2 separate regions of the Mus musculus genome follow, and region 1 is linked to region 2. The links are chromatin contacts, called in public Hi-C maps. All regions are on one chromosome and are shown on one strand. Each heading gives the region's core, a stretch centred on a gene start, on an enhancer-like site or on the middle of the called end of the contact. The rest is flanking DNA. Distances are from core to core; before and after follow the strand shown. Region 1 has its middle 110 kb from the start of Gm39311. Region 2 has its middle 7.7 kb from the start of Gm39311.

Region 1 (5,184 bases), core at 2,082-4,581, 120 kb after region 2:
GAAGATGTTTAAATATAATTGTACATGAAAATAATGCTTTATAAATGTACAAAAATGTTTATCTGCAGATCAAAGGCATGGCATCTTGGCAGCTTATTTGAAAACGGAGTGAATAATCAGGGCTTAAGGAAGAGCTGATATCTGTGGGCAGCTGGATAACAAATCTCCAGGACTCATATCCCACAGGGACCCTAACAACTGTGATCAAGTTCTGAAAATTTAATTGTTCACTATTAATTATATTATAAAATGAGGCATATAACTCCAGCTACCTTTTCACTAGCACTTAGAGATGCAGCTAGCTTCCTGGTTAGACAGGCAGAGTGATATATTGAAATAATCATGAAGTTTAAACTGGGGAGGAGCTGATTGTCTTTCCATTGCCTTGTGTTTAGCTGTGTTTACTTAGGAATGCTAGTGAACTTATCTGAATTCTAATTCTCTAAACAGTGAAGCAAGTTCAAGATGATGCTTATTTATACATAAGTTTATCATAAGGGATGCATGAAGATGAAAGTTTTGTAAGCCTTGTGAAATGCACATTGGCATAGTAATGAAATGAGTCTTATTTCACAAACATAAGTGCAAAAGAAACATGTTTCATTATTGACTTTTGCATTATCTTGATTCTGATTTGGAGGATCTATTCAGATCTACAAGGGTTGAAAACTACAGGTATTGTTCAGCTGACACTTCTTCCACTCCAACAGTAAGTGTAGCACGGTACCAGTTTCCTTGGTTACCTTGGGAAAACCACATGACTCCTTGAGATCCAGCATCATCCATGGACATCAGGTGAGGCTCAGGCATACTAGGAGAAAGGCTTGTGTGGGAGAAGATCTCCAAATGTTAAGAACTCTTTGCTCATCTTCATCCTTCAACAATTTTCTATTTCTTCACCCAAAAACTTAAATTTTGTGCTAGGATTTATTTTGCTTTTAGCACTAGTAAAATTCCTCAGCCCAGGAAGCCATAAACATCCATATAGAAGGAGTGGATGAGAAGTCCTTAAGAAGAAGTGGGTAGAGTGTAAGTAGAGAAAGAAAGACTAACGAAAGCTGTCTTAAATTATGTCATATAGTGCTTGTTTTTTTATTATTTTGCATGATGGTCTTAAATCAATTGCCTCATAAAGTGATTGCTAATTCAAGAACTTGGCAAAACACTGGCCTTGACAACAATTGAGATATATGTAAAAATTTCAGTTCTTTAAAAGAGGCTCATTTTCAAAGACCTATTATTGGATTGGAGATATTGGCGTGGCCCCATTTGCTAATGCAGGCATTGTTTCCTCTTACTTTGGCAACAGACTAGGAAACACGGTTTCATTTAGGGGATCAATACATTATTAACTGAACACAAATGCATATTTAGAAGCCAACCCTTTCCAAGAATGGCTGGAAAGCAGTGGAGCCAATTTCTAGCAAAGGCTTGCTTGCTTTATCGAGCGGACCATGGAAAATGAGCATCACTTTGGCTAATTGTTAGAGTGAGCCCTACTTGACTAGATAGTGGTTCATTATGCTGGGCAAAAAGTTTCATTCCCCACCTCATTCTTAATCTTGTGAAAGCAACAATAAAGGCTTCATTTCAACGTTGGCTTGTAGGTTCAGAGCCAAGCCAAGTGGAGTGCCAGTGTGGAATGTGTACGATTTATCAGCATAAAATCTCTCCAGGGATGCCAGGCACCATTAAAAACAGCATCTCCCAGAATGAATGTATGATAATAGAAGTTCTTTTTCTAATTACACAAGGATCAAAGACAAGAATTTGGATTACTGTCTAGCTGCGTTTCTTGCCTCCATGGAGGCTGAGCCCACCACAGCCTTGCCAATGTTTACCTCTCTAGACAAGAAGTCAATTATAGTACAAAGGAGCTCCTATTGCCTTCTGAGATTATCGTGCTCCAAACTAGCCGCTGTAGAGACGACAGATGGCTAAAGAAATAAAGGTCTAACAAGTCAGTGTTTTGCTTGGGGAAGTATAATTACACTTCACTTTAGAAGCAGAGCATTCAGTTTGCTAGAAAAGCAATAATATGCCTCATTTACAACCCAGAATAATGGAACACACTGCTTTTTCTACCTAATGTTTAAAACATAAGAGCATATCTTTAAACTTTTGGACATGTAGCTAACAGTGTACGGCCTCCTGAATACAATAACAGTGTTATTGACATAAGAAAATTGGCATTCAAGCCCAGACTGGTAAAACTAAAATTAGTTATGGTGTCAGGTCACATGACCAGATGAATGCAAACCTACTCATGACTCTAGGATGACTGGTCATAAGAATTCTTCAAAATGTGTTTTTATTTACTGTACCTTCTTACTTTTTCTTAGTTTTATTCCATTAATTTTCAACATGCAGAAATAAATTAATCTCTTGTTTTCCCTTGAAGTTTCTGAGGTAGTAGCTGGTATCCTTGAAGTTAAACTAGCTATGATAGCTATGCCATGTTTAGAATCTACTAGGTCTATAAATCTCTCTTCAGCTGAATACTGTTATTCTTCTCCAATTTCATCCACTGAATCTTAGAAATCAAACCATTTCAGTGATACCAACCATTTAACTCTGAAAATTCATTATCAAACCAAAATGATGCTGAGGACATGTGTTCCAGTGCCCCACACCCTGACCTGGATTGTCTTCCAAGGCTTGTTCTCATGTGGTGCCCAGCGGCAGAAAGGATAACAGAATTAGGTCTTGCTTCCCAGAAAGAGTGGTAGTTCCCCACTTTGTCTGTGACTCTCAGGCACTTACTGAACTTGACTATTTCATCTTACAAGTGAGGGCTGGTTTAATATGGATTCCATGGGTATCTTCACCTATCTCACTAATGTTCCCCAAGCCCCTTGACTTTGGACCTTTAGCAATTTACTGAATTTTGTAGTAAACATCTCTTTCTCCTTTTAGAGAAGGACCAACACCTAAAAGGCCATTTTTCACCTCAAGCACATATCATTTTTAGCAGAAGCATTTAATAGTACTGTGTTGGTCCCTGCAAGTTACTTGTATATAACGCATTATGCTACACTGTATATTAGCTATTCATCTTCTGAGATAAAACCTAGCCATTGCCATTACTAATAGTTGCCGACTCTAAATGTCAGCATCCAAATTTCAGACCATCCTCACTTCCTACCTTCCCAGCCCAGTCTCCCTTCTACTCCCACTCCGGTGATTTTTCAGCCTTCCAGCAACAACCCATTAACCTCACCACATTTTCTGCCCATTAACCTCCTCACATCTTTGCTCCTGTAGTCATCTCTCTAAGATTCTATGATTCATCATAATAACTGCCTTTTTACACAATCTCAAGACACTATTCCACTCACTCTGAAAATGCCAACCTTGGTTAAATATCCACCCACTCTGAACTTGACTCAATTGGTCAGCTGTGACTAAGAAAAACCATAAAACCATTATGCTTCATCTCCCTTTAAGTAGATTCTGGGAAATTCCCCTCATTTTCCCAAGGGTTCTGTTTATCTCTTCTTTTCCTGATCCTCCTCAATTTTCTCCTTTTGATTCATTCCTGGTTGATAACTTGGGTTGTATTATTTAGTGAAAATACATTAATTCAGAAAGGGAGTCTCACATTTCAATTCTGTCACTTTACTTGTGACATGGTTGAAGTATAAGGAAATTCCTTGCCCTGGAATTTGTCTCTTAACCCACATGGAAGGTGCTTCTGCAGATATGTCCTCTCTACCTTACCTCTGTTATGGTTCATATAATATATAACTCACATACCATCAAACACAAAGTACACATATCAACTGTTTTATCGTATTCATAAAGTTGTAAGCATCACCACTATTACTTGCCATGATATTCTCATCACCTTTAACATATGACATAGTTTGCTTCCTTTTACAACCCCCAATGCTAGGACAATGCTAATCTCTTTTTAATCTCTCTAAGCTACCTTTACTTTCTATATTATGTATAGATGAAATAATGCATGCCCTTTTGATATTTGACATATATAATGTAGTAAAATGCTCCGAAGCCTTATCTATGCTACAGCATGAGTTAGACTTTCATTCTTTTTTCATTGTCTACTTCTATTATATGGTTAAATCATTTTTGTTTATACAGCAATAACTTAATAGAAGTATAGATAACAGTTGCATTAATCTTCACTGTTATATTGCTATTCACTTCTGCTTGGAGACAGTTAATAGATAAGATACAGTAAATAAGCAAAATTTACAAGGTTCAAGGAACTATTGAAACTTAAAAGATCCACACCAAGGTTATACAGAATTACTAGGAGAGGAAAATTCCAAGTCAGCTGTTGCTGAGCAGCCTGTGAGATAGAACAGTGAAATGCAGGCTTGTAGCTTCTGTGTGCTCTCACCCAGGCTGTGGTACCCTGTTCAGAGATGCAGGGAGCCTTCAGTCATCCATGGTCAAGTGTAAGCAACCTTTCAGTCATGCTCCTTAGACTAACTCCAACAAACTTGGTGGGTCACTGAACCAGCCTTGTGGGGGATTGTTTCCATGGTCTGTTGTCAGCACACTATCTTGATTCACTAGAAAATATCAGGCAACACAGTAGGCACCTGAAGTGGGACTAACAGAATCAAACTGAGTTGAATAGAGCTAATTGTACATCCACTAAAATGGGAGCAGACACATGCAACAAAGGCTTATGTGTATGACAGTGGAGCAATCAATGAGCTGAAATCAATACCTTAGATGAAGCTCAGGAAATAGGATTTAAAAGAACATTCACAAGTGTTCTCAAGTAATGCAAGAAAAATTTAAAAAGACATGAGCTATTACCTCATTTAACCCCAACATTATAACAATAAATGATTGAGTGATGTCCAAAAAACTACAAATATACATCTGAATGAAGTAATGAAGACAATTTAGGATTCTAAAACTGAGTGTAATAAACAAATAGGAACATTGAAGAGAACACAGCTGAAATAAATATAGAATTGAAAACCTCAGTATACCATTTAGAAAACTCAAAGGAAATGCTTACAAATAGAGTAAACCAATCTGGAGACAAAATATAAAAACTCAAGTTATGTGCTCAGCCATGTTCACTGCCACCCTATTCTCAATAGCCAGGATATAAAAACAATTTAAATGTCCTTCAGTAGATAAATAATACATATATATGTTATACACCTTGACATATTATTTCTCTGTAAAGAAATGGAT
Region 2 (4,782 bases), core at 19-2,518:
TAGATTGCAGAATCTTAAGCAGGAATATGGCACTTTTAATCTTGGAGGCTTGAGGAAGATTTCTTTGTCATCTCCTCACGGATTAGTCCTGCTGTATCTCCTCTATTGCCTTTCTTGGGGCTTACTTACACTGTATGTACTGCGGTTTGGATCTGTTCTCTGTATCTTTCAGGATTTACCTCTCTCTCAAATCATCTAAATGCAAGTCTGTCTGCAGATTGGCCACGGCTCAGTGTATTTTTTGATTCTATCAGAAACTTTTAAAGCCCCTGTCTTTGCCACGTGAACATAGCCTACCTAGATATTGTTCTAGGGATGATTTTTCTAGTGTCTTGTTTCATGTTATAGTTTGGATATAAAATGTCTCCAAGAGAGCTCATGTGATAAAAAACTTGGTTGTTAGCTGATGGGCTTTGCTTTGGGAAATAATTGGATCCTGGCTGATTTTATTTGTTTTGCCTTATCAGAGTATTAATCCATTGAATCTGTGTGAACAAGGTCTGTAAAAGCTGGAGCCTGGATGGAGAAAGCAGGTCACTGGTGTGTCTGTCAGGGCTGTGTCCTTGGACACTGGACATTCCTTGCTGTTGCTCTGTTTTCCAGCAATTATGAACGAGTGGTTTTGCTCCCACACATTGTCTGTGTACCCCAGGTACACAGCAACAGAGTCAGGCAACTATTGGCTGAAATCACATGAGAACAAAAGCAAAATGGATGTTTCTCCACCTAGGTTGCTATCTCAGGTGTTTTGTCTCAGTAATAAAATGCTGACATTTTTCATGCATATGAGTTGAGGTTCTCTGCTCTATACACACCCCAAGACAGCAGTGCACAGAGCTACAGGAGATTTTAAGGAGAAGAGTCATGGAGAAGAGAAACAGAGGTGGCGAATACCTCTCAACCAGGCGGTCTGCTGTTTGTTCAGGAGAGGGAAGGAGTATGCCAGACGATGACACAGGCATAAGAGAAGCTGGTGATGAGTCCTTTAGCCTCAGTTACCAGTCACATGCCAATTCTCACATTGGTCTTGAATCAACCTGAGTGTCTAATGTCTAGTAGCCCTGGCTAGGAGCCTCAGTGGGAAGGTTTGGGGTAGGCAATGCTTTTCAGCAGGTCTGGATAACACATGTTCCTGGTTTCCCCAGGGTGTTTTTTAGTTTTGATGCATGTCTCCTTTAAGTTTGTCAAACCTACTAAGTCATAACCACCCTGGAGAATTTCTATTTACAGGCTCAACATGGTTAAACGAGTCATCCTATCAGTTTGTTCTGGTCAGGATGATGAGATAGGTTCACTTGGGACTTGTAATTATCGCATCATTGTCAACTAGCTCAGGCACAGAGGCAAGGAAAGGGGAAATTTTACAGGAGCTTTGTCTACAGATACTGTTTAGGTAGCTTTGTGAGCAGGCAGAAGACTGAGGTAGGAGATGTAGCACAGAGTTTCCTACCTGATGAAGGAATATTTCTCCTAGTCAAAGTAAGCTAAGAGACTGTTCTTTTTCACCAGTTATGACTGCAGGAGCAATTGTCATGTTTTCCTAAGCACGCTCTCTATCCAGGAACAGAATGGGTACTGCAGTGAGCAGCTTCTCATACAAGCTTTAGCATCTTTCCCAGGATGCTATTATCTTTTGTGGCTCAGCAACTGCACAGAGCTGGCCTTGCATATCCAGGCTCCTACCTCTAACTCTACGGCTAGCATTGTGTGAGGCAATTCTTTAGGCAGTTCAGCCAGTTTCTCTATGCAATTTCTCCTTGGTAGGGTGAATATTGAGCTCCTCAAATCTCTCCTAAGCAGTCTTTACATTTTTCCTCCACTATATCCTATACCACATAGCATTCGAATGATGCCATTCTCAGAGCTAGGACTTTAGCTTTTTTTAAGGCAATAAAGCTTTCTGTGGGTTGGAAATAGCACTTTATTGGAGTGCTGCACTCTCCAGTGCCTGTTTGCGGTGATGATTTGTGTAGAAGAGTGAAGCAGAGAATGAGAAAATAGAATTCTGTATGTGTGTTGTAGCTACATATGGTCAAGAGAGCTACCCTGCTTGAGAAGGGAAGCCCACTGGAGAGCTTCAGAGGAGAAGCTGAAGGCACTGGGGCAGGTGCTGTGGGGTCACAAGTGCTGCATCTGTCGTCACCCTGTCATTCTGGCAGGATATAGGCAATTCGGGATGAAGGGAGAGGGATGAGCTAGCTCAGCAAACTCCACATACAGCAGAAGAGCCTAAAAAAGAAGAGACAGAGTTTCTTGTCTTTTGGCAAGAGGCAGGTGAGCTTCCCCTCGTGCTTCACAAGAACTGATGGGATTCATTCCATCTTAACCAAACTCCAAAGTTGCCTGATAAGACTTTCTCATTTCCAAATGTTCCTCGAAGGCCTATCTGTCCTGGGCCATCTGTCTAGAGAAGAGATTTGTCTGTGTGTTCATAGTCACCTGAGCCATGCAGAAGGTGAGAGACATTGACATCTGAGCAGCTTAAGTCTTAAGAACATCTCGGATAGCAGCTCCTCCTGACCACACCACTTTTTTTTTCCTTTTTGCCCCTAATGAATGCATCCAACAAGGCATATCATGGGTCAAAAGTAGACTTTCTGGAAGCCAGTTATGAAGAAAAAGAACTTTTATCAGTGAGATGTTATTTTCCTGGAGAGGACACAGCTGCTTTCTCATAGCTATCACATTTCATCCTGTTCAGCCAATTTCTCCCCAGTCTAAGGAAGACCAACTGTATCCTTCAAAGAATGCTGTCAGAATATGGGCTCCCACTAACAGAGGGGCTCCAATTGAGAGGAGTAAATATAGACAGAATCCTTTGGATAACAAAGGTTCAGTTTTCAATTTTTCATGGATGTTCCATATCCCACAGGTCACTGGGCCTACCTTAGTTCTCAAAGAGAAGCATTAAAATGTTCAAAGATCAGTGTCCACATGCTTAAATGTTCGATCTTAAGATATCGCACTACGTAGCAACTTTTTGGAAACTCCTCAATGTCAAGTGACATGCCCTCACTGTTGATGTCGAAGGAGGGCAATGCCTTCTAACTGAAGGACTGAGTCTCTGAGGCTCAGCGGCTTGAATCTTGCCAGTAGGCATAGGGAATCTCAATGTTTTTCCTACTTTCAACCTTCTGAGGAAATTCAGCTTTGAATCCAGCTAAGGCACAGAGAATATCTATCTGTGTTATTTGTTCTCTCATATTAACATCTCAACTAAATTTGCATGGTTCAGAGAGAATTCCAAACATCTCAGATGTTTGCTGACTCAGCCAATGCTGTACACCTAATAAAGACTCACCCCAAGAGCAGGTTTTGAATTTAACACTGAACTAACCTCTTTGACTTTGTCTATTTCTTGTAATTATAGAAATTTAAATTTGTCCATTAACCTTAAAAGGTTGCTAATGAAACTGTCATGGTTCTGAGTGATCATTTCTTTCCACCAGTTCTGTAAAAGAAAATCTTGTAAAGGTTCCTACTTCAGGAAAAATCTGGAACACAGCAAAGGTCCTAAGCTGTGCCAACCACCATTATGATCTTCAGAAAGGGTCACAAGTCCCAGTCATGTTACCCTTTAACCTCTAGGTGTCTTGGAGTAATGAGAAGATATGTTTCTATCAGATAATCTAGTTAAATGGTTCCAAACATGGTTCCATAGGTTGACTTTGAAAGATTCATCTGAAATATTGATTTTCCAAAAGTAGATTTCCAAGCCTCATCCTCAAGATTCTGACTTAGTGGCCTGGATTGGAGGCATCTTAGCTCACTGATGCAATCTATATCTGAGAGCTCTGAAGCTTGGTGCAAAAAGTCATGAAGATGGAGATCTGAAGTTGGCCTGACATAACTCCTGGATGGAGCTGAGCATGCTCACTTGAGAGGCAGGAGTGAGTCAGGTTTAGTATTTGCATTTCTTCTGAGCCAGTATGAAAGGGTGATAACAGTATTCACACACAGGATGGCATGCTGCACAGTAAGAGCTTTCCTTGTCTACACATGCCAAGGCAGCACACAAAGGGCTCATGTGTAAGATATGACAAGATTTTATTGCTGAGTGTGACCTTTTCCTTGCCAGGAACAGAGATAGATTCCTTCTTGAGATCTCAGCCTTGGTTTCTCCAATTTTCTCTGTTGGTTGCATTCCTCCCAACTTTAAAGTGTTATGGCCCAGCCCTTCAGCTTTAGCTTCATATTTGACACTACGCAGGAAAGACTTCCCATTCCCTCTTTTGTTGGTGAGACTTTTCCAAGTTGTCTCCATCATCATTAGTTTCCTTTCTGCCCATCCAGTTGGGAGGCTACTTGTGGCTGGTCTCATACTTGAATGTGCAGTAGAAGGCTCCAGGGAAGTGGACACTAGTGAAGCTTCTCAGGCTCATCTCCCTCCTAGTCTGGTCCAGTTAGAGATGGGGTGACACTCAGGACATGACACTGAGAAAACATTCCAGGGTACTCTGTGCAGGTGATTCTAGAAACACCCCTAAGGAAAAGACAACTGAACTTGCACGTTCTGATCAAGTCTGTACACAGTACTTTGATCGTAAGATTTGTGGTGAATTTGGAGGAAATGGCCTAAGGATTGCCATTTCCCACTTTGTAATAATAATAATAATAAAAAAACCAAAAAATAACAAAAAGACCAACAAATAAAAAAAAAATTACCAGTGCACTGTATTCAGAGTGATATCTACAGACTACCATCCTCTTCTTACCTAAACATGAGTCACTTATGTAGAATCTCAGGCCTAGTTCAAGACTCTGCATGGGACACTGCATCTT

Evidence for each region. Hi-C and Micro-C count contacts between places; a contact is called where the count stands out from the background.
Region 1: a contact with region 2 is called in a Hi-C map of pancreatic cancer cells, with 2.3 times the contacts expected there. The contact joins two enhancer-like sites. A contact is called at or near these places in 2 of 484 Hi-C or Micro-C datasets (bone marrow-derived macrophages and pancreatic cancer cells), 1 of 115 datasets of contacts at active chromatin or transcription factors (pancreatic cancer cells) and 1 of 9 other capture datasets (embryonic stem cells).

What each region holds. Positions count from the first base shown.
Region 1 is chr9:23,691,385-23,696,568 of GRCm38.p6, forward strand. No RefSeq gene overlaps it. Among named protein-coding and RNA genes, the nearest start is that of Gm39311, 110 kb to the left of the region's middle. Within about 2 kb of position 3,332, at least 32 of the 459 cell types and tissues checked have an H3K27ac peak or open chromatin away from gene starts, as enhancers often do. A contact at or near this core is called in pancreatic cancer cells, where this site is marked.
Region 2 is chr9:23,571,178-23,575,959 of GRCm38.p6, forward strand. No RefSeq gene overlaps it. Among named protein-coding and RNA genes, the nearest start is that of Gm39311, 7.7 kb to the right of the region's middle. Within about 2 kb of position 1,269, at least 5 of the 459 cell types and tissues checked have an H3K27ac peak or open chromatin away from gene starts, as enhancers often do. A contact at or near this core is called in pancreatic cancer cells, where this site is marked.